Linked DNA regions of Callithrix jacchus: region 2 is linked to region 1. A link is a contact called in public Hi-C data. All regions are on one chromosome and are shown on one strand. The core of a region is the stretch at or near the end of the contact, and the rest is flanking DNA. Distances in the headings are between cores, read along the strand shown. Region 1 holds the start of SRSF6 (serine and arginine rich splicing factor 6). Region 2 holds the start of IFT52 (intraflagellar transport 52).

Region 1 (6,479 bases), core at 2,638-5,137:
TATCTGCTCACTGCAGCCTCAACCTCCTGGATTCAAGTGATTCTCATCCCTCAGCCTCCCGAGTAGCTGGGACTACAGGCATGCACCACCACACTCATCTAATTTTTGTATTTTTAGTAGAGATGGGGTTTCATCATGTAGACCAGGATGGTCTCAAACGCCTGACCTCAAGTGATCCACCTGCCTCGTCCTCCCAGAGTGTTGGGATTACAGGCATTAGCCACTGCACCCAGCCTTTTTTCATTTTTTGTAGAGACTCACTATATTGTCCAGGCTGGTCGTGAACTCCTGGCCTCCAGTGATCCTCCCACCTCATTCTCCCAAAGCACTGAAATTACAAGTCCCTGTACCCAGCTTTCATTCCTAAATTTACCAAAATTTCAGAGTCCCTGTGGTAGGCAGAATAAGAGTTCCCCCTAAAGATGTCTATGTCCTAATCCTAATCCCTGAATCCTGTGACGACGTTACCTTATATGGCAAAAGGAACTTTACAGATCTGATTAAGTAGAGCTTAATCGGGATGGGCCCAATGTGATCATAAGGGTGCTTACAAGAGGGGGGCAGAAGAGCCACAGTCAGAGAAGCAGATGTGACAAAGGAGAATGGGACTGGGGTCAGAGTGATTGACTGTAAGGTCACAACTGAAGTTAATGGCTTTGAAGATGGAGGAAGGAATCATAAGCCAAAGAGTGCCAGCAGCCTGGAAGACTCAAGGGAACAGATTCTCCCCTAGAGCCTCCTGAAACAATGCGGCCCAGGCCGGGCGCTGGAGCTCACATCTGTAATCCCAACATTTTGGGAGGCTGAGGTGTGGGTAGATCACCTGAAGTCAAGGGTTCAAGACCAGCCTGGCCAGCACAGTGAAACTCTGTCTCTACTAAAATGCAAAAATTAGCCAGGCATGGTGGCACACCTATAGACCCAGCTACTCAAGAGGCTGAGACAGGAGAATTATTTAAACCTGGGAGGCAGAGGTTGCAGTGAGTTGAGACTGCCATTGCACTCCAGCATGGGCAACAGTCTCAAAAAAAAAAAAAAAAAAGAAAGAAAGAAAGGAAAAGAAAAGAAAAAAAAGAACACAACCCTGCTAACATCTTGATTTTAGCTCAGTTCACTGCAGTCTTCGGCTCTTCAAAACTGTAAGGTAATCAATGTGTGTTGCTTTAAGCCATTAAGTTGGTGGCAATACACTGCAGCAGCCACAGGAGTTAGATTTAATTTGTTCCCAGGTTCTTAGTGCAAGCGTTAAAAAAAAAGTAATGACTAGGTTTGCTTTTTTTCTTTTACTTTTCCTTTTTTTTTTTTTGAGACAGAGTCTCACTCTGGGCATATGCCTTGATACTCTGGGCCCGATTCACCTACTGAGTAGGAAAAAAATTGTATGTTCATAGTTACTCATATTCTAACCATTACATTTCTGGCTGGGCAAGTGGCTCACGCCTGTGATCCTAGCACTTTGGCAGGCCGAGGCAGGCAGATCACTTGAGGTCAGGAATTTGACACCAGCCTGGTCAACATGATGAAACCCTGTCTCTACTAAAAATACGAAAAATTAGCTGGGCATGGGGGGCGGGGCGCACCTGTAATCCCAGCTACTTAGGAGGCTAAGGCAGTGAACCTGGGAGGCAGAAGTTGCAGTGAGCCAAGATCACACCACTGCAATCCAGACTGGGTGACAGAGCGAGACTGTGTCTCAAAAACAAAAACAAAAACAAAACCTAGTCGTTACATTTCCTCCGTATATCAGTCAGATAATATCAAGTATTTAAATAGTTTGGTATATTCTTGTCCTTGAGCTATGCAACTTCATTGTCCTTCAACATCTGGCTGAAAACTCCTGTTAATCCTTGAACCTGGAGAACACAAAGGAGGCCCTATCTCAGCACCACACATCCCTGCACTCTCAGAAGTACTACATCACTGATTTTTTAAGTTGGAGTTTCACTCTTGTTGCCCAGGCTGGAGCGCAACGGCATGATCTTGGCTCACCACAACCTCTGCCTCCCAGGTTCAAGCGATTCTCCTGCCTCAGCCTCCCGTGTAGCTGGGATTTATTACAGGTGCCTGCCACCATGCCGGCTAATTTTTTTTTTTTTGTATTTTTACTAAAGACGGGGTTTCACTATGTTAGCCAGGCTGGTCTCAAACTCCTGACCTCGTGATCCACCTGCCTAGGCCCCCCCAAAGTGCTAGGATTACAAGTGTGAGCCACCACGCCTGGTCTTTTTTTTTTTTTTTTTTTTCCGAGACAGGATCTCAGTGTTGCTCAGGCTGGACTGCAGTGATGCAATCACAGCTCACTGCAGCCTAGACCTGCACTCAAGTGATCCTCCCACTTCAGCCTCCCTAGTAACTGGGAGTACAGGCATGTGACACCACGCCCAGCTAATTTTCACAATTTTTTTTGTAGAAACAGGATCTCGCCATGTTGCCCAGGTTGATATCGAACTCTTGGGCTCAAACAATCCTCTCACCTGGGTCTCCCAAAGTGCTGTGATTACAGGAGTGAGCTACCATGCCTTGCTCCTTTTTTTCTTTCTTTGAGTCGGAGTCTCGCTTTGTCAACCAGGCTGGAGTGCAGTGGCATGATCATAGCTCACTGCAGCCTTGAACTCCTGGGCTCAAGCGATCCGCCTGCCTCAGCGTCCCAAGGTGCAAGGATTACAGACTCATATTTTTAATTTATCTAACTTTAAGCACGGCCTGTACCTCCCCAAGTCGTGACAAACAACGACGTTTTCCTCCAGACTACCTTAGCTCCAGGAGGGCAAAACCACCCTTTTTCAACCAGAAGTTGAAGGATATTGAGGTCACACCACTCAAAACAGAGCGGGAATACAAAAATATCAGAGCTGGTGTTATCTCAGTGATACCTCTTTTAACTTCAGTGACACCCTACTCTCGTGGTCTTCTCCTACCTCCCTAGCCACTCTCCAGTCAGTCTCCTTTCCTGTACTTAAATTTCACAGTACCCCAGGAGTTGGCCAGGGTCTTCCGCTCTCGACTGAAACTTATTTCTTTGAGGTTTTCATCTAGTTCTCCAACTTTAAATAGCATCTCCATTGATAAGCTCACAAATAAGGCACTTTCAAGTCAGTGGAAGAAATGACAGAAGAACAAAGGACTTTCCATATACGGGGGAAAAAAAAAATCGTTCATCGCTGTGGGAGGGCTGCCGGATCTCGGCCGCGCTCCCTTTTGAGCGCCTACAGTGAGAGTAGGATTCCCACAGACCCCCAATCCATAAGTGAGTCAGGGCTCCAAGAAAGACCCACGGAGGGAGAGGGGAACGTCCGGGGAGGCGGAGGCTGATGAAGGCTGCCAGTGAGACCCGCAGAGGCTGATGTCGGCAGGTCTGCGCGCTCGCAACCGGACCCCCCCACCCGGTCAGCAGGAGGACCTTGGTGCGCGATCCTCGGATTCCGCGAAACCCGACAACCGACTGGATCCAAGAGCGCGGTCACCTCTAAAGTGACCATCAACCAATCGCTGGAGGAAATCCGCAGCCTCGTTTTAAGCGACCAATCCGAGACCGCGACGACCTATTATGACACGCTCGAGAACCAATGAAAAATGGGAATTCTCTTAGCCTGCCTCCTGAGTTTCAAGAGATCGCTCAAAGTTTTATAAACGGTACAAATTAGAAAACAACTATTCTGCAGCTGGATTAGAGACATTGTGTTTTCAAAGACGGTGGAGAGGACTGGAGTAAATTCTAGAACCGAGCAAGACCGCACTACCCCAGAACGTCGCAGGCAGCGGACTAGCTACTCACAATCTAGCCCAGGGCCGACACGGGAGAGACGTGCCGCTGCGCGCTGACGTCACGTGCCAGGCCCCGCCCCACCGGCCGCCCATATAGCGTAAGTCTGGCGCGCGCGCGCACCATTGTGTGGCTGGACTCGGCCGCCGCTGCGGTGTGAGGCGCGTGTTCGAGCTTTTGCCGTCCCCGCACCCGCACCGCGGCTACTGGCTTGCGGTCCGCCGTTCAACAACCAGCCCTTGGGCCCCTGCCCGCCACGGACATGCCGCGCGTCTACATAGGACGCCTGAGCTACAACGTCCGGGAGAAGGACATCCAGCGCTTTTTCAGTGGTTATGGGCGCCTCCTCGAAGTAGACCTCAAAAATGGGTGAGTCGGGCCTGAGCGCCCGCGCCTAGCGTCCCAGGCCTGGTGGCGGCGGGAACTCTCCTAGGAAAGAGGCGGCGAAGGCCGCGGCGCCGCGTGGCAGGGCCTTCAAGATGGCGGCGGCGCGGCGCCGCGGGGGCGCGCGGCGGGTTGCGGGCGCGCGCACGTGCGTGCCCTGACTAACGACGCCCCCGTCGGTATCCGGCCCTCGCACCGCCCCCAGGTACGGCTTCGTGGAGTTCGAGGACTCCCGCGACGCCGACGACGCCGTTTACGAGTTGAACGGCAAGGAACTCTGCGGCGAGCGCGTGATCGTAGAACACGCCCGCGGCCCGCGTCGCGATCGCGACGGCTACAGCTACGGAAGCCGCAGTGAGTCCCACCCCCGCGCGCTCCGCGCCCTTGGGGACCCTGGGGGGCGGGGGTGTGTGGGGTGGGGCCTCCCAGCCCGGGCAGGCGCGAGGACCGGGGGTCGTTTGACTCGGGAATCCCCGAGTCCCGCCGCCTTCACGTCTGCCCGGGGTAGGCATGGGACGCCGGAGCGCGGGGATTGGGGTGTTTGGTTTTGTTATTTGCCAAGTTGGGAGGTGGGTGGCTTCTTCTGGCCCCTTGTCAGCACTGTCACGGGTTCTTCCCACAGAGGAAGTAAGGGGTGGCTGTATTTGTTGTATCCCCCTTACTTACCTGTCAGTGCATTAGTTAGAGGATTAGAGGCAGGCTGGGGTGGAGGGGGGCGGGGGGGACGGGGGACGGGGAAGGGAGGATCTTAAAGTACAGATTTTAAAGCTATGGAAATTGATGGGGCCAAAGAAAGTACTATTTCAAAGTAATGTGGTGTTGTACCACAAAGTAGATCTAAATAAGCTTTATGCTGTATTTGAACTAGTTGGGGCATGTTATTGGGAGGAGGTGGGGGGATTTTTGGTTATGTTAAATGTTTGATGTTTAAACTGTTGCATGTTGAATTCAAACTTTTTAACAAGTCCTTGATGTTTCAATTTGAAAGTGACCAATGGGGCTGAGGCTGTGTCCACTGAGGCTAAGATGACTGCCTTTCCTGATTGGCCTTGGCTTTTCCATACATTGTGTGACCCTTGCCCTATGACCCTTTGGCTGACCTTACCGGAAGCCATGACGACAGCAGCCTTTTGCCATTAGACGCAGGGTGATGGTGAGGATTCCAAGGGTTAGACAAAACTGGTTAATCTGAACTAGGTGACTGTTACCTTGCGTGTTTTGTGGCCAAACCACCACCAAAAACCTCACACTGTGATGTAAGTACTTAGTGTAAAACTAGTAAACATTTTTGTAAAATGTAGAAATGCATGTAATCAGTTAAGTTTTATATTTTACAATGTTCTGTAAAATAAAACTTAGCGAGGTAAATTGAATAAAGGAGCAGTCACTCTCTAACAGATTGTAGGAGAGGTTTAGTTGGATTTAGTCTATTGGACTTGCCCTTAATTTAATTTATGGCAAATCGCAAATGTGTCAAAGGTTTAGCAATATAATAGCAAAGTCCTACTCCAGTAAATAAAAGTTGATATGTTTGTACTAACTTTCAAAGACATGCATTTCTATCATTACAAGGCATCTAATTGTTCCCTTCATGTGATAAAGGTGGTGGAGGTGGATACAGCAGTCGGAGAACATCTGGCAGAGACAAATATGGACCACCTGTTCGTACAGAATACAGGCTTATTGTAGAAAATCTTTCTAGTCGGTGCAGTTGGCAAGATTTAAAGGTGTGTGCTATAATTCAGGCTACGAGTGAATGCTTTAAAGTAGCCTTTTTTTACATTCTTATTTCTGGGAATTTATTGTAATATATAGATCTTTCAAGATTTCTGAGTATGACTAGTCTTGCCATTTTAGGATTTTATGCGACAAGCAGGTGAAGTAACCTATGCAGATGCCCACAAGGAACGAACAAATGAAGGTGTAATTGAGTTTCGCTCCTACTCTGACATGAAGCGTGCTTTGGACAAACTGGATGGTACAGAAATAAATGGCAGAAATATTAGGCTTATTGAAGACAAGCCACGCACAAGCCATAGGCGATCTTACTCTGGAAGCAGATCCAGGTAACTTGTGGGGAGGAAACAATATTTGCCAATAAAACAAAAAGGAAGTAATTGGGTAATTTCAGTTGTTGCCTACTTGAATTAAAGCCAGCTTTTAGTTTCTCTTGGCTATAATTGGGTTTTTTTCTAGTTGTTTTGACAGATTTAATTTTGTAGTAAAGAAATACATTATTCTTTGGCTTATCTATTTTTGCCAAATAGCACAGATTTATTTAAGGTGGACTGGGATTAAGAGTTCATTGTGTTTTTCATAATAGGTCTCGATC
Region 2 (6,229 bases), core at 3,591-6,090, 130 kb after region 1:
ACTTTCCCAGCCTCCCCTTAGCTAGGGTCAGGTATGGGGACCAGGGATGCACCTGTGCCAACCTTTGACTCAGGGAAGGGATCGGGAGTGCCCTTTTGTGTCGTAACTGGCAACAGTACCTGCAAAATTGAGTTCCTGTTATAGAAGTGGCAAGGATGCAAATTGTAGCAGTTGGTGCTCAGTGGCAGCAACACCGTCAGACCAGCCCAGCAATGTCATTCCTGGAAGCCTCAAGTCTTTTTTTTTTTTTTTTTTTTTGGAGATGGGGTTTCACTCTTTTTGCCCAGGCTGGAGTACAATGGTGTGATCTCGGCTCACTGCAACCTTTACCTCCTGGGTTCAAGCAATTCTGTCTCAGCCTCCCGAGTAGGTGGAACTACAGGTGTGTGCCACCACATCCGGCTAATTTTTCATATCCTTAGTAGAGACAGGGTTTCACTACTTTAGTCAGGCTGTTCTCCAACTCCTGACCTCAAGTGATCTTCCTGCCTCAGACTCCCAAAATGTTGGGATTACAGGCGTGAGCCACCATGCCCAGACAAGGCTCAAGTCTTGTAGCTTTCCAAATAATCTGAGAACTTCTGATCCTTTTTAACACACTCCTTTTTTGCTCAATTGGCCAAAGTTAACTTTAGATCACCTGCCTGTGCTGGGCTAGTTGCTGTGCTAGACTCTTTCATGTCTGTTACGAATTTTCCATCCAAACAACCCTGGGGTAGGAATTAATACTATCCTCTTTTTACCAATAACAATACAGAGTCAGAGAAGTTGTTCCTTGCCTGATGGTCATATAGCTAATAAGGGCCAGAGCTGGAACTTGGAGCCCTGCAAGCTGGCTCTAGGGCTCTCATACTGAACTTTTGTGCTGGTCTGCTCCTCACTCTGGCTGTTAGGTCCAAGCAGAATAACTGCCAAAATCTCTAGTAAGGAGCTAAGTCAAAAGTTGGCTGGAATAAGCCAAACATGAGAAATGAAGTCTTGAAGAGGAGACATTCAACGGGATGTCACTCCTGGTCTAAGCCTGGCTGTCAGGTTCATGCTGTGTTCCACCTCACATGGGGGAGCTCAGAGCTGGACAAAGCTGGAGGCTGCTGCAGACTTGATGCCTAGAGCTTCCTGGCCACCATGGAGCGCAATATGTTCAGATTAGTTATTTCTAAAGGTAATTCTGATCAGACAGAACATGAGTTCTGACACCTCATAAATTCAGGATACCCTGCACTTAGGGATGGACTGTGCTTCCTTACTTCAGCGGAAAAGTGGTTTATTTTTTACAAATGTATGGTTCATACTCCTGGATGGCCTTATTGGCTTTTTGGTTAGGAGACAAGGGAAGGAACTTTCTTGGATTAGTATATGCTGGTGATTTTATTGTCTTTTCCTCTTAATTCAATCCCACTCTTTCCCTTCCTCAAGTCCTGTCGCCCACCCAGTCCCCTGCCCCAGGAATCATGGAGGACAAGTCCGGGAGGCCGTGGAAAAAGCACCAATGACACTGACCTATTAGAGATCAAAACTGGGTCAGGAAGAGCTCATATTAAGCTTCCACATGTGCTAAGAACTCTGACAGAAACACACTGATTTCCATCTTAATAGGGCCAGTTAATTGGCAAATGTGGAACAAGATGAGGGAGAGGTCAAAATCCCAACTTCCCAAAGCAAAAAACAAGAGTATAATGATCAGAAACATGATAGTAGTGTCAGAAGTACACAATCAGCTATGGATGGTGAAACACATAATGGTTCTATCTTTTCTGAGATTGTAAAAGCACAATTGTCTTAATCAGGATAAAAAATAAAAATGAAGAAAAACTATGCTGTTGAATGGATCATGCTAAAACCTGTTTATTGAGCAAATTCCAAGTTTTATATGCATGATCTACAATCCTCACTACAAGCCAGCACTTAGAAATTATTAACTTTGGGCCAGAGCGGTGGATCACACCTGTAATCCCAGCACTTTGGGAGGCCAAGGTGGGCGGATCAAGAGGTCAAGAGTTTGAGACCAGTCTGGCCAACATGGTGAAACCCTGTCTCTACTAATAATACAAAAACTAGCTGGGCCTGATGGTGGGAACCTGTAATCCCAGCTACTTGGGAGGCAGAGGCAGGAGAATTGCTTGAACCCAGAAGGCAGAGATTGCAGTCAGTGGAGATCGGGCCACTGCACTCCAGCCTGGGCGACAGAGCAAGACTCTGTCTCAAAAAAAAAAAAAGAAATTATTAACTTCACTTTACAGACAGGGAACAATTGCTCAGAGACTATAAAAATTGTCCAAGGTCACCCAGCTGGTACAAGTCACAGCAATGAATTGAACTCGGTGACAACTGATTCTGAAACTCTTACTTTTTTGGGGGCGGTGGGGGGGGTGGGGGCCGGACAGAGTTATGCTCTTGTTACCCAGGCTGGAGTACAATGGCGCCATCTCGGCTCACTGCAACCTCTGCCTCCTGGCTTCAAGCAATTCTCCTGCCTTTGTCTCCCAAGCAGCTGGGATTACAGGCACCTGACATTACACCCAGCTTTTTTTTTTTTTTAGTAGAGATGGGGTTTCACCATGTTGGTCAGGCTGGTTTCAGACTCCTGACTTCAAGTGATCCACACGCCTCGGCCTCCAAAAGTGCTGGGATTACAGGCATGATCCACTGCGCCTGGCCAAAACTCATACTCTTTCTACAATCTCTAACAGCAGGAGAAATGCTCTGGGCAGGTGCTCTAGCAAACACTGACTGCACATCAGGCAGAAGGATCCCAAGATTTGTTTCAGCCTTCAAATGGGACAGCCTACACTCTCTCTCCAGTGAAAAGACTTCATTTCCATTGTTACCCTAAATCCAAACTGTATTCACCCAATTTTGCACCAGAATACAGAATCTCCAAGTCTCTCTCTCTCTCTGTGTGTGTTTATGTGTGTTTAAAGAGACAGGGTCTCACTCTGTTGCCCAGGCTGGGGTGCAGTGGAGTGATCATGGCTCACTGCAAACTCCTGGGCTCCAGCAATCTTCCTACCTCAGCCTCCCAAGCAGCTAAGACTACAGGTGTGTGCCATCATGCCTGGCTAATTTTCTTATCATTACCATTACTATTGTAGAGAAAAGGTCTCACTATGTTACTCAGGCTGGTCTCAAATTCCTGGTCTCAAGCAGCCCTCCCACCTCAGCCTCCCAAAATGCTGGGAGTACGGGCATGAGCCACTTCATCCGACCAAAGAGAATTCTCAAATCATCTTCTTCTCCATTTTCTTTATCTTTTCTTTGAGACAAGATCTTACTATGTTGCCTAGGCTAGAAGAGTTCAGTGGCACGCTGACGGCTCACTGCAGCCTTGACCTCCTGGTCAATCAATCCTTCCGCTTCAGCCTCTCAAGCAGCTGGGACTACAGGTGGGCACCACCATGCCCAGCTAATTTTTTGTATTTTTAGTAGAGACAGCGTTTCGCCATGTTGCCAGGCTGGTCTTGAACACCTAGGCTTATGAGAGCCACCTGCCTCGGCCTCCCAAAGTGCTGGGATTATAGGAGAGTGCCACTGCGCCTGGCTTGTCTCCACTTTTAAAATTTGCAGTGACAGAAATTGTGGAAAGCAAGACAAATTGTGTGTGTTTTAATATTCTAAACTCGAAGACAAACATAAACGTAAATAAAAACTGTCGAGGCCGGGCGCGGTGGCTCATGCCTGTAATCCCAGCACTTTGGGAGGCCGAGGCAGGCGGATCACAAGGTCAGTAGTTTGAGACCAGCCTGCTCAACATAGTGAAACCCCATCTCTATTAAAAATACAAAAATTAGCCGGGTGTGGTGGCAGGCGCCTGTAGTCCCAGCTACTCAGGAGGCTGAGACGGGAGAATAGCTTGAACCCGGGAGGCAGATTGCAGTGAGCCAAGACCATGCCATTGCACTCCAGCCTGGGTGACAGAGACTCCATCTCAAAAAACAAAACAAAACAAAAACTGTCAGAGCCGTCTGCACTCATCAGTTTGAGTCTTCCAGATTGCTGCAGCGTTGTTCACACATCCACACACCTCTCAAGGCAGGCACAGAGCGCTTTCCTGGGGAACCGGGAGGCCTATTGGTGGTTGTAGGCTTCTGGTTCCCACCTTAATGGTGATGACAGGGCAACTTGTATTGGTGATGCTCTTTGCAGAAGTAGTTCTTTCTGCCCGGAACGCCCTTCCCCAGCCCTTGCCTTAATGAATGCCACTCTTTCTTCAGATAATCTTCTCAAGGGGGGCGCTTTTTTGACCAGCTTAGCCGTCAGACTCCCTAATACAGTTAATAGTTTTCACAATTTTGTAGAATCTGTTCAAGTTCTAACTCCCCACCCAAGGGGCGGCGGGCTTATAGCCATCCGCGCTGGCGCTCAGGTCTGGTAACATGGCAAGCGAAGATACGGGGTTAATAAAATAGAATTATCCGGTGCTATTAGTCTCAACACTAATCCTGCCCACCCTTTTCTGGTAAGTAGTTCCTAATAGTCCGGCCCCGCCCTCGCCCGACTCCGCCCTATGCCTGGGACTTGGGAATCGTCGGGGGGCGTCCTCCAACCGCTCCCGGAAGTCTTCACTATTCTCCTACCTGCGGGTGGAGCAGAGTTTGTGCCCTTGGGTCCTACTGTTGTTATTAGTCTTTAGTCAAAATTGGTATTAAAGAACAAAATTCAGTGGGTTGATTTTTGGTGAAAAGTTAATTCTCTGGAGGGAGGGGGTTGGAAAAAAAAGTTAATTCTCGTTGTGTTTGGATTTACCCCTCATGCACCAAATGGCACAGTCCCACATCAGCCAGGCTCCCTCCAACACCCACGGCGCCCGCGACGGAAAGGCGCCTCCCGTGCTGTCGTCATCACGTCGACCGGAGGTAGCGCAGCGCCCTGGGCCGCGCCTTCTCTGCGCGCCGCCGCGCCTCCCCGGTTACTATGCGGCCTTAGATACCTGGCCGCAGGCTGCTGTGTGGCGTCAGGTGAAGGTGGTCCCTGGGCCTCAGGTAAAGCTCTCCAACCGTGGTGGGCCGGCTGGGGCGTTGGGGCGGCCTGGTAGCTGGCAAGGGCCTCGCCACACTCTTCGAGGCCGCTGGACCGGTCATGAAACATCCGGGGTGACTGGAGTGAAGTAAACTGAGGGCGCGGACGTAGGCCGGTGTCCTGGCGCTCCTGTTGGGCGCCCATCTCCACCGCCTCTTGTGGCGCGGGTGTTGAGTCGTTCCGTTGACTATGAAAGAGCATCGGACGAGGCATCGTAAAGTCATTTTTTTTTGAGACGGAGTTTCGCTCTTGTTACCCAGGCTGGAGTGCAGTGGCGCGATCTCGGGTCACCGCAACCTCCGCCTCCTGGGTTCAGGCAATTCTCCTGCCTCAGCCTCCTGAGTAGCTGGGACTACAGGCACGCGCCACCATGCCCAGCTAATTTTTTGTATTTTTAGTAGAGACGGGGTTTCACCATGTTGACCAGGATGGTCTCGATCTCTTGACCTCGTGATCCACCCGCCTCGGTCTCCCAAAGTGCTGGGATTACAGGCTTGAGCCACCGCGCCCGGCCGTCTTTTTTTTTTTTTTTTAATATATATTTTATTGCGTTCTGGCATTGTAAAGTCTTAATCTGTCTTCTGTCGTGGCTGCGACCCCTTGGTCATTTGTGTGGGAAAATATTGATTTGACTGGTAATGTTATTGAAAAGAAAGCAAGAGAATGGTTGGACAGCGCTACCCGAATATTCGTTCTTTTTATCTTTTTAAAGGCCTTATACTATTATTAAGGAAGTGCATTTTTGTTTAGTTCTGACTGTACAGAAACGCAGACCTGCTACCCTCACCAGGGGCTGAACTAACAGTAGAACATAAAAAGATAGATGTATCACAATGGTGGCATCATGGAAGGAGGAGTTTTTCAACTGGACAAAATGGCGTTGAAGTTCATAAGGAAGAATATGTCAGAGTAGCCAGGAAAATTCTAAAATTAATGGTAATAAGGGAGATTAGCTCTCCAGAACCACCAGATATTATAAAGGTATAGCAATTAAACTAGCATGGAAGATAGGTACAGCACTGTGGACCTGTTGTCCTAGCTACTTGGTAGGCTGAGGTGGGAGGATCCCTTAAGCCCAGGAGTCCCTTAAGCCCAGGAGAGACCAGCATGGGCCATGATAGGGAAACCCTGCCTCTGGGGGAAAAATGAAAAAAAGGCAGTATGGAACACAGCAGGAGCTTACAGGCAGATAGAATATATTAGAACTCAGAAT

The links. Hi-C and Micro-C count contacts between places; a contact is called where the count stands out from the background.
Region 2: a contact with region 1 is called in a Hi-C map of skeletal muscle, with 2.6 times the contacts expected there. The contact joins the promoter of IFT52 here to the promoter of SRSF6 in region 1. A contact is called at or near these places in 2 of 3 Hi-C or Micro-C datasets (both in skeletal muscle).

Annotation. Positions count from the first base shown.
Region 1 is chr5:38,839,653-38,846,131 of calJac240_pri, forward strand. It overlaps SRSF6 (serine and arginine rich splicing factor 6), which reads left to right and starts at 3,888. Exons shown (of 6, transcript XM_003732831.6): 1 at 3,888-4,132; 2 at 4,353-4,501; 3 at 5,750-5,874; 4 at 6,005-6,213; 5 at 6,471-6,479. The coding sequence starts at 4,026. It overlaps LOC144582476 (a long non-coding RNA gene), which reads right to left and starts at 3,805. Exons shown (of 2, transcript XR_013535204.1): 1 at 3,776-3,805.
Region 2 is chr5:38,969,876-38,976,104 of calJac240_pri, forward strand. It overlaps IFT52 (intraflagellar transport 52), which reads left to right and starts at 4,841. Exons shown (of 13, transcript XM_078371721.1): 1 at 4,841-4,979. SGK2 (serum/glucocorticoid regulated kinase 2) reads left to right here. Exons shown (of 14, transcript XM_078371723.1): 14 at 2,691-2,889.